Linked DNA regions of Sus scrofa: regions 1 and 3 are each linked to region 2. Evidence: chromatin contacts called from public Hi-C and HiChIP or PLAC-seq data. All regions are on one chromosome and are shown on one strand. Each heading gives the region's core, a stretch centred on a gene start, on an enhancer-like site or on the middle of the called end of the contact. The rest is flanking DNA. Distances are from core to core; before and after follow the strand shown.

What was found. A called contact is a pair of places that touch in the nucleus more often than the background predicts. HiChIP or PLAC-seq counts read pairs in DNA pulled down with a chosen protein or histone mark.
Region 1: an H3K27ac HiChIP or PLAC-seq map of alveolar macrophages shows a contact between it and region 2. The contact joins the promoter of STK40 here to the promoter of SH3D21 in region 2. A contact is called at or near these places in 2 of 5 promoter capture datasets (fetal skeletal muscle and liver), 7 of 47 Hi-C or Micro-C datasets (embryonic fibroblasts, fetal liver, heart right ventricle and 2 more) and 2 of 2 datasets of contacts at active chromatin or transcription factors (alveolar macrophages and skeletal muscle).
Region 3: a contact with region 2 is called in a Hi-C map of brain, with 5 times the contacts expected there. The contact joins the enhancer-like site here to the promoter of SH3D21 in region 2. A contact is called at or near these places in 2 of 5 promoter capture datasets (fetal liver and liver), 7 of 47 Hi-C or Micro-C datasets (brain, embryonic fibroblasts, fetal heart ventricle and 2 more) and 2 of 2 datasets of contacts at active chromatin or transcription factors (alveolar macrophages and skeletal muscle).

Annotation. Positions count from the first base shown.
Region 1 is chr6:92,482,619-92,487,124 of Sscrofa11.1, reverse strand. STK40 (serine/threonine-protein kinase 40) reads left to right here and starts at 2,762. Exons shown (of 11, transcript XM_021095940.1): 1 at 2,762-3,199.
Region 2 is chr6:92,411,484-92,415,402 of Sscrofa11.1, reverse strand. It overlaps SH3D21 (SH3 domain-containing protein 21), which reads right to left and starts at 2,132. Exons shown (of 17, transcript XM_021095933.1): 1 at 1,970-2,132; 2 at 1,641-1,798; 3 at 1,471-1,534; 4 at 1,117-1,214; 5 at 786-876; 6 at 556-611; 7 at 423-468; 8 at 169-269; 9 at 1-61. The coding sequence starts at 1,973. THRAP3 (thyroid hormone receptor-associated protein 3) reads right to left here. Exons shown (of 12, transcript XM_021095929.1): 12 at 3,068-3,919.
Region 3 is chr6:92,504,316-92,508,470 of Sscrofa11.1, reverse strand. It overlaps OSCP1 (protein OSCP1), which reads left to right. Exons shown (of 11, transcript XM_021095954.1): 8 at 1,071-1,140; 9 at 2,997-3,136. Among named protein-coding and RNA genes, the nearest start is that of LSM10, 9.5 kb to the right of the region's middle. Within about 2 kb of position 2,535, at least 29 of the 83 cell types and tissues checked have an H3K27ac peak or open chromatin away from gene starts, as enhancers often do. A contact at or near this core is called in alveolar macrophages, brain, embryonic fibroblasts and 1 more, where this site is marked.

The DNA.
Region 1 (4,506 bases), core at 1,513-4,012, 71 kb before region 2:
GTTCCTGCCTGCACACACACCGATGTGGGGGCCGAAGGTGCTGACTGAGCCCCCAGGAATTCTGAGTGCTCAGGTAGTGTTGCATGCCCCTCTCTCCCCTCCGAGTCCTGGAGAGAAGAGTCCAGGGGGCTCTGAGGAGGGCTGGGTGGCCTTCGGCTTGAGGTTCCCATCTTCCCTGGGGGTCACACAAGTGAGGCAGTGTCTCCAGCTCTCAGCTGGATGGGACTTGAAGGAGAACATCCAGTTCAATGAGTTCCCATCTGGCACCCTCCACTGAAGGGTCCCTGGGTGGGGGGGGGGCACAGCAGGGGTCCCTTGAGTTCTCATTTAATGTTCCAGAAGGACCAGGGAAACAGCACATAGTGTATGAAGGGTTAACCAGACGGGCTTGGTCTTTGCATCAGGCCGGAATTATAGCAGCAGCAAGCATGGTGGCCCTACTGGCTTGCTGCTCCAGATCACAAACTCCATTGGCTATAAAATGAGGCCAGAATGAAAAAGGAAGAAATGACTTGATGCAGGTTGTACAGGAGATAAAAAATCTTACCAGATAGGAGGCTCACGTGGATGGAAAATACTAATAGAAGCTTTCAAGTAAGAAGGTTAGGAACCAATGACCCAGTTCAACTCTTGCCATTTTACAGTGGAGGGAACTGAGGCCTACTTTCCTCAGGGGGAAGGATGAGGGTTCCCCCCCAACCCCGGGTCCCATGATTAAGGTAATGGCAGAGCACCAGATAGTCATCATAAATAGCTCCCACTTGTTGACTCTCATTGTCTGCCAGGCCCTGTGCTAGGGGCTTTACATGCCCCAGGAGGGCAGAGCTGTGGTCTCTTCAGTCCCACTTGATCTCTAGCACCCAGTTCCACGTTCTGCACGTAACAGCCACTCCATACATCTTTGTGGCATGAAAGAATCATTGCATTTCATCATGACAACTGCCGGGGGATGTGTATTAGTAGCCCCATTTTACAGATGACCAAACAGCCTCAGAGAGGTTAAGTGACTTGCTCAAGGTCAAAGAGCCAGTGTACAGCAGTGAGGATTTGAACTTGTATTTCTCAAACTCTATGCTCTCAACTATGACACTACACTGGTGTGCCTCCCAGCAGTCCTGACACTGGTGACAGGGTAAGATAAGCAGTGCCTCTGCTCATCACAGTGGTGGTACCCAGCCACCCGGTGTGGGCCTGGCACTCAGAACTTGCCTTACCTCGGGTTTAGGGGCTAGGCCACAAAGAGAAGGCAGAAGCCAGCCAGTGGGAAGGGTTTGCTCTGTTTCAGAAGCCTAAGGACGTTCCCTGGGGTTGAAGGTCTCCTCCTCTCCTTCTGTGATAGGCAGATCTGCCTGTACCTCATCAAGCAACCATCTCATGCTGTTGTGACAGGCATCACTTTGTTATGGCAGTGCTGTCTGCTAGTATGCCCAGAGTTAGAGAGCCAGCAGGAGAGCATGTCACCGTGTGTGTGTGTGTGTGTGTGGTGTGTGTGTGTGTGAGAGAGAGAGAGAGAGAGGTCTCATGTTGGTGTCCTGGTGACAATTTTTCATTTCCTCTGACTGGCACCTTTCCTTTCTATTCATTACCTCTTCTACTCTCCTCTTTCTCTTCCTCCTCTTTGTTAAAATTCTCTATTTTGAATCTGCTGAGAGCCTCTTGGGGGTGGGATGGTGGTGTCAGCTCCAAGTGATTCATCTAGCTGATAATTAGAGCTCTGGAAAACCCAACACTCATTCCTGTCAGAGTCAGGGCTTCCGGAATCCCTAGGCTTTTCCCTTTGTCAGAGAGAGGAGCTTGCGGGGCCAGGCTGGGCCAGGCTTCCTTGTACTTGACTTTCAGCCTTCCACTGCTCAGTAACTATGAGCATTCTTTTTTTTTTTTTTTAAATGGCCTCACCTGCAGCATACAGAAGTTCCCAGGCCGGGAATGAATCCAGGCTTCAGCTGCTGGGTCGTTTAACCTACTGCACCAGGCTGGGGATCAAACCCAAGCCTCCACAGCGACCTGAGCGACTGCAGTCAGATTCTTAACCCACTTGATCCCACCAAATGTTACCTCTACTTTGACAGAGAAGGTTAGAGAACTTGCACACAGTCACTCACCTTGTAAGGGATACAGCAAGGACTCAAATCCAAACTTTTCGGCATCTGCCAGTCTTGGTTCAAATCACAGCCCTGCCGTTATTAGCTGTGTGTCTTTGGACAGGTTACTTTCCCTCTTGGAGCTCAAGCTTCTCCATCTATTCACAGACCCTTAATGGCTGATGTCTCTAAAGTGCTTAACATAGTATGTGACAGCACAGTGGGAGCTCTCTTTATTATTGTTATTCAGCCCTGTCAGCTCAGCGTGCACCAGGCACTCAGAGACAAAGAGATGGACACAGGAGGAAGTAGCCAGACTCACACCAACTCTCCCGTCCTAGTACTGCCTGTGTAGGCAATGACAGATAAGTGCCAGCCACACACCCTAGGGAAACGCAGCAATGCACACAGGATTGAACACGTGTGCCCACACAGGGATACAGAATGACACCCCCGGAGTTAAACAGTCAGACGCAACAGTCAGACGCGGCAAACACCCTGGCTCACACCTCGGAGACAAAGGAATAGAGCCCTGGTCGCTAGTGCTGCTGCGACGGAGCCCTTTTAGCTGCTTCTGCAAACCAGCAGAGGGAAGCCAGGCTCTCAAAGGGCCGCAGTGAGTCACCAGCCTGATGCAATCCCTTTAAAGGGCTCATCTGCTGGTGCAAGAAGCTGATTCATGGAGGGCGTGGTTGCTGGAGGAGGAGGAGAAAGGGACCGAAACTGCTGCAGGAGGGGCTGAGGTTAGGTGGCTGGAATAGCTAATAGGAACTCTTTACTGTAAACCTCCTTGGTCAAGACTCCAGAGATCTTCAGATTGAAGCGGGGTTTCTAAAAAACCGAGGGGCCCAGAGGGAAATGAATTGTGAGGGCTGCGACAGGAATTCCAGTCATTGATTGAACCTCACGGCAGCGCTCTCCGCTCAGGACTCCAGAAACCGAGAAATGGGGGTCAAGGAAGAATCACTTTTTTGATAAATACACTACAGCTGGCCGATCTTCAGACTGCTGGACACGTCTCCAAGCCCGGGAGGGCAAGTGTAGGGCACCAGAGGCTCAGTGAAGTCGGGGCGGGAGCGGTGCCTCCTGGCCTGGCTCACAGCTGACATAGATAAGCGGTAAGTACCGCCCCTTAGAGTCTAGGCCTCCAATCGTTCCCCAGGTTTCGGCCAGGGCCCCGCCCTTAACCAATCCTCCGTCGGATTCTGGCCTCTTGCCTGAAGGCTTCCGCCCATCGTCAAGATGGCGCCCAATCCCTGCGCCTTGGGCGGTAGACACCAGCGAGGGGCGGGGCTGTGGCTCGGCCCGGGAGGAGGGGGCGGTGCGTCACTTCCGTTGTCAGGTGGCGGCGCCGCAGCCATGGAGGGAGGCGGCGGCGGTGGTGGCGGATGGGGCTGCTGTGCTGAGAGGCGACGGTGAGCGGCTCCCACGCCCCCGGCCCGGCCCCGGCCCCCCGGGACGGAGCGCCGAGCAGCCCCGGCTCCGGGCTACGGACTATGGGCGAGTAGCGCTGAGCACCGGGGGAAGGTGAGAGAGGGGCTCTGGAGCGGGGAGTCGGGCGCCGGGGGGGGGGTGCAGGTTGGCGGGGCGGGCCTCGGGGGCTGTGGCGCGGGGACCAGGGTGACAGCCTGAGGCTGTCCGGCTGCAACAGAAACGGCAACAGCGAATACCCGGTCCTCTACCGGGTCTGCCCTTCCCGGGTGCCGAGTACCGGACGGCTGTGGAGAGTCTCGGTCCCCCCGCAACCCTGGGAGGTGGCACTGCCAGCCTAGTCCGGAGTCACTCCGCCAGTCAGTGAAGGTGCCGGATTTGAACCAGCCAGATTTTTCCCAAAAGACGCCCTCTGCCTCTCCATGCTGCCCTCCTGATCCCGAGAGTGACTTGGAAGTTGGAACGAGTCCCCAGGGAGGACCAGCCAGGGCTTCCTCCAGGAACCCTAACCCGCTGGCACGGGCACCATCGCTATTGGGGAATTTTCGAATTCCGGGCGGCATACAGGTGCGAGTCTGAGCTACCTGTGCTTGCCGGTGCTACGTTTGGTTAGCCTTTTCCAAGGAGAGAGCCTGCTGCTATGGTCACTGTTTCACCTGCCATGCCTTATCAGGCCCGCCCATTCCCACACCACTTGGCCCCACCTTTCAGCCCGTAGGTAGGGACATTGGGATTTCTCTCTCACCCCCACTCCCTAGGTTTGATGCCCGTTTTTTGGCGGAAGGAAGAGATGACAGCCGCCTTCGCTGGCAGGATAGACTTTGTGCTGTGTTAAGTCACAGGAGGAAACCGGTTGGCTTTGCTCAGTTTTGAGAGCAGTGAAGAAGAGGGTAGTCACTCTGGGCTGGGCACTTTCCTTCTTGGCTTGGCTTTGCATTAGCTAAGGAAGAGCAGGATATGTAATTGTAAGGCCAAAAGAATCCTTGTTTGTAAA
Region 2 (3,919 bases), core at 883-3,382:
CTGGAAAGAGTCCTCTTCTGCCTTGAGACTCTCCTTCCCACCAGCCCTTATCCTCTGTGGTCTGGAGAGAAAGAAGCCATAGGGAGGGGAGCTAAAGCCCCAAGTTCTGTCCCCAGGTCCACCTTTCTCAAAACCCCCAGCCCCTCGCCCTCCCTCCACCTTTCGCACCTTCCTCAGTACTTTCACCTCGTCCCCCCTCCGCAGTGCCAACTCATCTGGGGCCTCGGGATGGTAGTCAAACAGGACCCTGTAAGTCTCAGGATGGGAGACTGAGGGGAGGTCAGTTCCCTGAAGCCAAAGGCCCCCCCCAAATAAGTTATCGGCTCCCTCCTCCATCAGCCTAGCTGCGTTTCTCCCCCCTCCCCCCAAGTCAGGCTGGCTTGGAGGAGGGGATACTGTGGACCCTTTGGCTGGGTGCTCACCTGTCCGCAGGTAGTCTGGAGGGCTGTCATAGGTCAAGCTGCTCAACTAATGGGGGCAGGGGGAGGAACAAGATGAGCCTCCAATCCCCCTAAGGGGAACTTACCACTTCTTTGCCCACTACACCCAGTTTACCTTGGGAGGCCGTTGGGGGCCAAGGCTGATTGAAGGCATGTCTGGGTTAACAAGGCCTGGTGAGGGATAGTGAGGTTAGGGGGGTGCTAATCCAGTTTAGATCATGGGAGAGGTCAAAGGGGTCATGGGGCAGGACATGCGGATCACAGGCTCAGGCCACTGGGAAGGGTCATTGGAGACTGTAGAGTCTGATCACAGGGGTTCACAGGGACACAGGTTCCAGGTCTCACTTGGGGGCCCACTGTCCAGCAACTCCACAAAGTTGGATGGGAAGGCTCCCAGCTGCCCGTTCTTCTTCCCCAGCCACCAGCCGTCCTCAATCTGGGGAGAGGGTAGGACGCAGGGGCATCTGGTTCTGCCCCAAGGGTCTCCCTGGGACTCTTACATCTTGGTTCACCCCAGTTCTGTCCAACGACCCCTCTCCTCCCTTGTTCCCCCTCTTTCCCATTTCTGCGCTCCTCACCACTCCCATCACCCACACCATACTGCACCCACGTCCCCTCACCCAGAGACTTGCTCCATGATCTCCTTCCAAACCCTCTCATCTCCTCATCCGCTCACCTCCTTTATGACTTCCACAATCTCCCCAGTTTGCAGCTTCAGCTCGTCCGCCTGCTCCGGGCTGTAGTTGAAACTCACTTTGCACCATCTTGGGGGGCCTGGAAATTTGGTGGGGTGACCTGGGGTCGGAAAGGCAGGCTGCTTGAGCCTTCAGCCCCAGACAGCAGAGCTGGGGGAGGGGCGGGCCGCGAGCGCGACCCAGTTACCTCCAGGCCCCGCCCCAGGGCGGAGCATTGTACTTGAGAGCCAATCACGGACCGCAGAGCAGCCGAGCGGCCCCGCCCCAGACAAGGCGAGCAGTGGGCACTTCGCAGCCAAGGCTACGCGCGCCTGCCCACCGGCCCCAGCGCTCACCTCGGCGGCGGGCACAGCGTGGTCTCGGCACCTCCCCGGAACAACGCAGAGTCTCTGGGATTTCCTGCGAAAGAGCGCACCGGAAGGGGGGCTCTCAGCTCCCGGGGGCGCGTGCTGAGGTCCGCCCCCCGCCCCCCACGTCCCTCGCCCGACCTCTAGCCCGGCCTCACCTGCACCAGGCACTCGGGGAAGAGGCCACAATGGTCCCCCAGCTCTCCACGCAGCCAGCCCCGTGCCGGGCCCTTGCACACCTGCCGGACCACGTCCCCGGGCGCCAGGCTCAACTCATCGTCCTTCTGCGCGCGGTATCCGGCCAGGACCAGCACCTCTGCGGGAGGAAGGAGGATGGCGCGGAGACCGGCTCAGAAGGGCCCAGGCTGGCAGACTGGCCGTAGCGCGAGTTCCAGGCCCCGTATGGAGAATGGGATGAGGGTGTAGTTTTTATCGCCATTTCCACGCGGTTGCATAGAGGAGCCACCCCCAAACCCTCTGCACGTACCCATGGCTTCCGGGGCGCCTTCCAGAGCCCAGCAAGGACGGCGTGGTCCGCTCGCAGACGAGTACTGGGTCCGGGACGGCTGGGACAAGCCGCGAGATTGTGAAGCCAAGGAGGCGGAGACGCGAGCCGATAGGTCGGGCTCCAGGTGCAAGGAGTAGGTGTGGGAGAGGGGGCGGCCTGGCTCAGCAGGTTCGGCCCCCAGCCCGGGCCTGAGGACTCCAGGGTCTCTGGCCAGTGCCGGAGCCACAGCTCCCCCATATGTTCGTTTGTCTATAGTCACCTGAATTTCAGTCCTGCCACCTCCCCCCTCTCCTTTTCCCAACCTTGGCCCTGAGGGTTCGTCCCACCCTTAGCCCACAGCCTTCCCTGGCCTACCCTCACCCAGCTGGCAAGATTTTAGCGGCAGGGGTAAGGTGGGTGGGGCCTACATACCAGGGTGGGGTCCCCTAGCAGGCAGCAACCGCTCTTTCTAAGGCGGGTCCTGGGCGGCGAGGGTGGTTGCTTTGGTCTGCACAGAGCTATCGCTACTTTCTCAGGGAGGCATATTCCTCCCAGGACTCCCTTCACGGGAAGACGAAAAAAAGCGCAATCACCCTTCCTCGGGTGACGGGGACTTAGTTTGGTTTCAGAGTACACCTCCGGATTCTCAGTGGGGGGAGGCAGGAAGAAAGGAACTTCAGAAACTTTCAAGGTTCTTGCTTTCTTAGCTAAGGCCAGAGCTGGCAAAGCCTCGCGCCAGTCCCTTGTGGGATAGGCTTTCAGGCCCTCTTCCTGCTCAGTGGTGAACACAGAAGGCCCAGCTTGTTATCAGCACCTCTCGAGCTCTGCCCCACCACTGTCAAAGTCCTTGCTTATGACACCAGAGTGAAAAAATGTTGCTCTCCTAGGGTGTCCAAGGTACAGGATATGAAGCAAAACCATTGGAATGGGAAATGAGGAACACGGGTGGCTGAGGCTCCTCCTAGAACTGAGTGTGGGGCTGAGCAACAGCCTAGGTGCCGCCCGCAGACATTTTGTCTCTCAGGTTCCCTGAAGCTCCCCCCAACCCCTCTCTGCCACACACACACACACTCCCAGGGTGACAATGACCACAGCCCATTTACATCTGCCACTTCATTTATTTTTTTATTTGCAGGAGGAGTTGAAACAAATTTTAAGGGCATTTTTTCATTTTCTTCCCTAAACATGAATCATTCAAGTAAAACCAACTTAACTATAGAAATGTAGCAAAGTAAGGGGAAAGTAGCGCAACAACCCAAGAGGCAAAGGTCGAGGGGGGAAGAGGTGGGTGCAGTCCGCATATTACATATGCATAAATGCCATATGATTCACCTGCTCAGGACCGCCTCCCCAGAAGGCAAGCACAAGGACCCATTGTAAGATGATGTTTCCCCCCCAAACATCTGAGAATGTTTCAACTTAAAGCTTAAGGTTAAAAAAAAAAAAAAAAAAAGAAAAAGAAAAAAACAAAACAAAAAACCCCCACAAACCACCCAGCCATAACCACCTTCCTTAATCAATCATAGGAGTTTCTTTTCATTTTATAAAAAGATTAATAAAAAATATTGAAAAAATTATCTTCTCATCTTATATTTGTAAAGATAATAGAAGTCAGAAGTTTCTTAGAAAACAGACCAGAAACTGCCAATCCAGTTTCCACCCCTGTTGCTGAGAGGATCAGCAGGACTAGAAAGTTTGGGATATTGGAGCTGCTGGTGGAGAAGGGGAAGCCCAGCCCAGAAGAAATCAGAAAATATGGGGGGGGGGTGCACATAGGGTGTGGTTAGGAGCACACCACGTGATACATGGCTGCGCAGAAAAGGGGAACACAAGGTGGTCAGAAAGGCCTTGAACTCCTCCTCGACATACAAAACCGATTTTTTACAAAGATCCAAGCAGTTTGGTCCCAAACTGAGGTGAACACTTCAATGTTTATTCACATGCTTTTGT
Region 3 (4,155 bases), core at 1,286-3,785, 93 kb before region 2:
AGAAAGAAAAAGAAAAGAAAAAAAAGATAATTTTATTTTTTTATTATTTTTAATGATTTTTATTTTTTCCATTATAGTTGGTTTACAGTGTTCTGTCAATGTTCTCCTGTACAGCAAAGTGATGCAGTCACACACACACGCACATATACATTCTTTTTCTCACATTATCCTCCATCATGCTCCATCACAAGTGACTAGATATAGTCCCCTGTGCTATACAGCAGGATCTCATTGCTTATCCATTCCAAATGCAAGTTTGCATCTTTTAACCCCAGACCCATAGTCCATCCCACTCCCTCCCCCTCCCCCTCCCCCTTGGCAACCACAAGTCTCTTCTCCAAGTCCATGAGTTTCTTTTCTGTGGAAAGGTTTGTTTGTGCCATATATTAGATTCCAGATATAAGTGATTTCTTATGGTATGTTTGCCTTTCTCTTCCTAACTTACCTCACATAGTATGAGAGGCTCTAGTTCCATCCATGTTGCCGCAAATGGCGTTATTTTGTTCTTGGCTGAGTAGCAATGAATAATTTTAAATATCCATGCAAGAGAACTAACCGAAATCTTTGTTGCAAGGGAGATCCAAAAGGGTTTGGCCTTCATGTATGGATCGCTTTCTATTTTTTTTATTTTATTTTTTTGTCTTTTTCAGGCTGCACACGTAGCATAAACTAGGGATTGAATCAGAATGGTAGCTGCCAGCCTACACCGCAGCCACAGCAATGCCAGATCCTTAACCTACTGAGCAAGGCCAGAGATCGAACCCACATCCTCATGGATATCAGTCGGGTTTGTTACCACTGAGCCACAGCAGAACTCCTCCGATCACATTTTTTTCAGCGATACACATTGCTTTGTAAGAGGAAGCATTTCCACAGAGCGTCCCAGTGTTATGATTTGGGAAGAATCGAAATTTGAGTGGTTGACACCCACTTAGTTGTATTCTGTATTCCCAGCCCCTTTCTGGATGCTTTTTAATGCCTCAGCAGAAAAGCTATGCACTCTGTTTACATGTGAGAAGGAAATCCTGGTAAAAAGGGACAACGTTTTCATGGTTTTCTGTTGCCACCAGGTACAGTGTGAACCGGCCCGTGGAAACCCATATGTCCGGAGCATCGAAGAACGCAGCTGCACGGACGCAAGTAAGCTTCTGCCTCCCTTATGTGTCTTCCAAGTTTATTTCTAGATACAGAAATCTGGACGGGGAGAAGGGTGGGAACTCTAGATTTCAGAGCTGGTCAACATTATCCTCATTGTTTGCAAGCGTCTCCATTCCGCCTTACCAGTACACAGGTTGTTAATTACGGCTCCTCATGGAGACTTCCAGCGATCTGACTAATTAGGTAATTTTAGGCTTGGCTCCACCACCATAATTAAACAGGAACCACACACCAGGACATGTGACACAGCATGGTGCCAGTGTTACAAGGCCCTCGGTTGCTGGGTTCAGCCCTTATGGGTATTCTGATCATCAAAACTCCCCTTTTCGATGCTTCCTTGAATACTGATGTAGAAGCTAAGTTCAAAATACGGTTTTGCGGACTTCCCTGGTGGCTCAGCCGGTTAAGGATCTAGCGTTGTCACTATGTGGCGTTGTCACGGCTATGGCGTGGGTTTGATCCCGGAATATTCAGTTATTCAGCAAACTTCTGTGGGCAAGGTACCCAGGCACAGAGCCGGTTTAGATGTGGTGTCATCCTGAAGTGGCTCATAGTCCTCTGGGAAAAGCCGCAATAAGAACAAATAACTATAACATGGCAGAAGAAAAGCTTGCTGGAGGAGTTCCTCTTGGGACTCAGCGGCAACCAACCCAACTGCTATCCAAGAGGACGCAAGTGTGATCTCTGGCCCTGCTCAGTGGGTTAGGAATCCAGCATCCTGAGCAGTGTTGTAGGTGGAAGACACAGTGTCATGTAGGTCGTAGGTCAAAGACGTGTCGAGTTCTGTGGCTGTGGCGTAGGCTGGCAGCTGCAGCTCGGATTTGACTCCTAGCCTGGGAACTTCCATATGCCGCAGGTTTGGCCCTAAAGAAAAAGAAAAGAAAAGCTCACTGGGCATTCTGAGTAAAGTGCTGTGTCAGAGCATGTGTCAGTGCTGTGTCTTGTCCAGGGGAGTAGGAGCAGGGGACAGGGAACAAGAAAGATTTTCCGAGGAGGTGAAGGAGGATAAGTCAGCATAGAAAGCCAGTACCAGTAAAGGCTCCTGGGGGCATAGTGTCTGGGGGAGGCGGGGAGGCAGCGCCCCACCCACGTGGCTAGATCCTAACACAATAGAGGCAGCGGCCAGAGATTCAACTGGTCAGAGCCGTGGGGCCCTGTTTCAGAAAGGGCTTAAACAATATGGATTCTATCCTTCAGGCAGGAGGCGGTGGCATGTGTCTCAAGCAAGGAAGAAGTGAGATGAGAACCGTAGTTCGGCTGGCAGCAGAGTGATGGAAGAGGCAAAGCTGGGGAAGGCTGGTTTAGAGAGCGCCAGTTGTGAGGAGGCGTGAAGCCTGCAGGGGGCGCAGGAGTTGAGGGAGGGAGCCACAGGCAGGAAAGGATTTCGGGGGTGTGTTTTCATGGATCACCACCTGAGGGCAGTGTGGTAGGTCCTTGGACCTGGAGCCTTCACCCAGGCGGCTTACAAAGGCTGGGGGAACTAGAAGGCCTGAAGAGGAAGCAGCTTGCTTCTCCTTCAGGGAGGAAAGCTGTTTTTTGTTTGATTCTTTCTGTTTCTGTTTTGAGGAGAATGGGGGTCCCTGGGGCCTTCCGCCCATCTTGAAAGAGTGCAACTCTCTGATCTGTCGCTTTGCTAGCGTCCCTCTGCTTCTGGCATGGATTATTTCTTTTTTGGTTAAGCCTGTTTTCTCTGCTTCATTTGGGCCCAGTTCTTCCCAGAAATCATTGAAACAGTTATTGTTTTGCCCTGTTCTGTAATTCCACCCTGGGTCTCTGGGTTCTCAGCAGGAAATGTGATCCCCTTCGTGTGGCTAAAAATCATGAAATTGTTTCTGCAGGAATACACTGCTCCAAACCCTCTTGCTAAAGAAGAGCTGAATCTCTTGGCCAGGCTGATGGGAGGGATGGAAATTAAGAAACCCTGTGGCCCTGAGTCAGGATTCCGGTTGAATCTCTTCACCACTGATGAAGAGGAGGAGTATGTGTCAAACCTGTTTCTTTAAAGACATATGCAAAAATCCTCAGTGTGATAAGAATCAAAAAATAACCATTGTGTGGCGTTCCCACCACGGCTCAGCAGTAAAGAACTCGACTAGTATCCATGAGGATGCTGCTTTGATCGCTGGCCTCACTCACTGGGTTAAGGATCTGGCGTTGCTGTGGCTGTGGCGTAGGCCAGCAGCTGCAGCTTCAATTTAACCCCTAGCCTGGGAACCTCCATATGCCGCAGGTGTGGCCTTTAAAAAAACAGTAATTAATAACCATTGTAAACCAGTAACACTCATAGACATAAAGATCACAAACCAAATACCGGCCAATTCAATAACTTAGTTAAAGAAGAATCCAGTGGTATTCAATAGCCTGAACCTTCTGGAGACCTTCCAAAAATAGTTCTAATGTTTTATTGAGCAAAGCACAGTTCAGCAAGAGAACTGGAAGTCCAGATAATCATATGAAGAAAAGACTGTTGAGGAGTTCCCATTGCGGTTCAGCAGAAACAAATCTGACTAACATCCGTGAGGACACAGGTTCGATCCCTGGCCTCACTCCGTGGGTTAAGGATCTGGCATTGCTGCGAGCTGTGGTGAAGATTGCAGATTCAGCTCAGATCTGGCGTTGCTGTCGCTGTGGTGTAGGCCAGCGGCTACAGCTCCAATTTGACTCCTAGCCTGGGAATCTCCATGTGCCACGGGTGCGGCCCAAAGAAAAAGAAAAGACTGTTAAGAAACTAGAGGGTGGAGTTCCTGCTGTGGCACAACGGGAACGGCAGCATCTCTGCAGTGCCAGGACATAGGTTTGATCCCCAGCCCAGTACAGCACAGTGGGTTAGAGGATCCTGAGTTGCCACAGCTGTGGTATAAATTGCACATCCAGCTCAGATCTGATCCCTGGCCTGGGAACTCCATATGCTGCTGGGAAACAAAAAAAGAAAGAAAGGAAGAAAGGAAGGAAGGAAGGAAGAAGGAAGGAAGGAAGGAAGGAAAGAAGGAAGGAAAG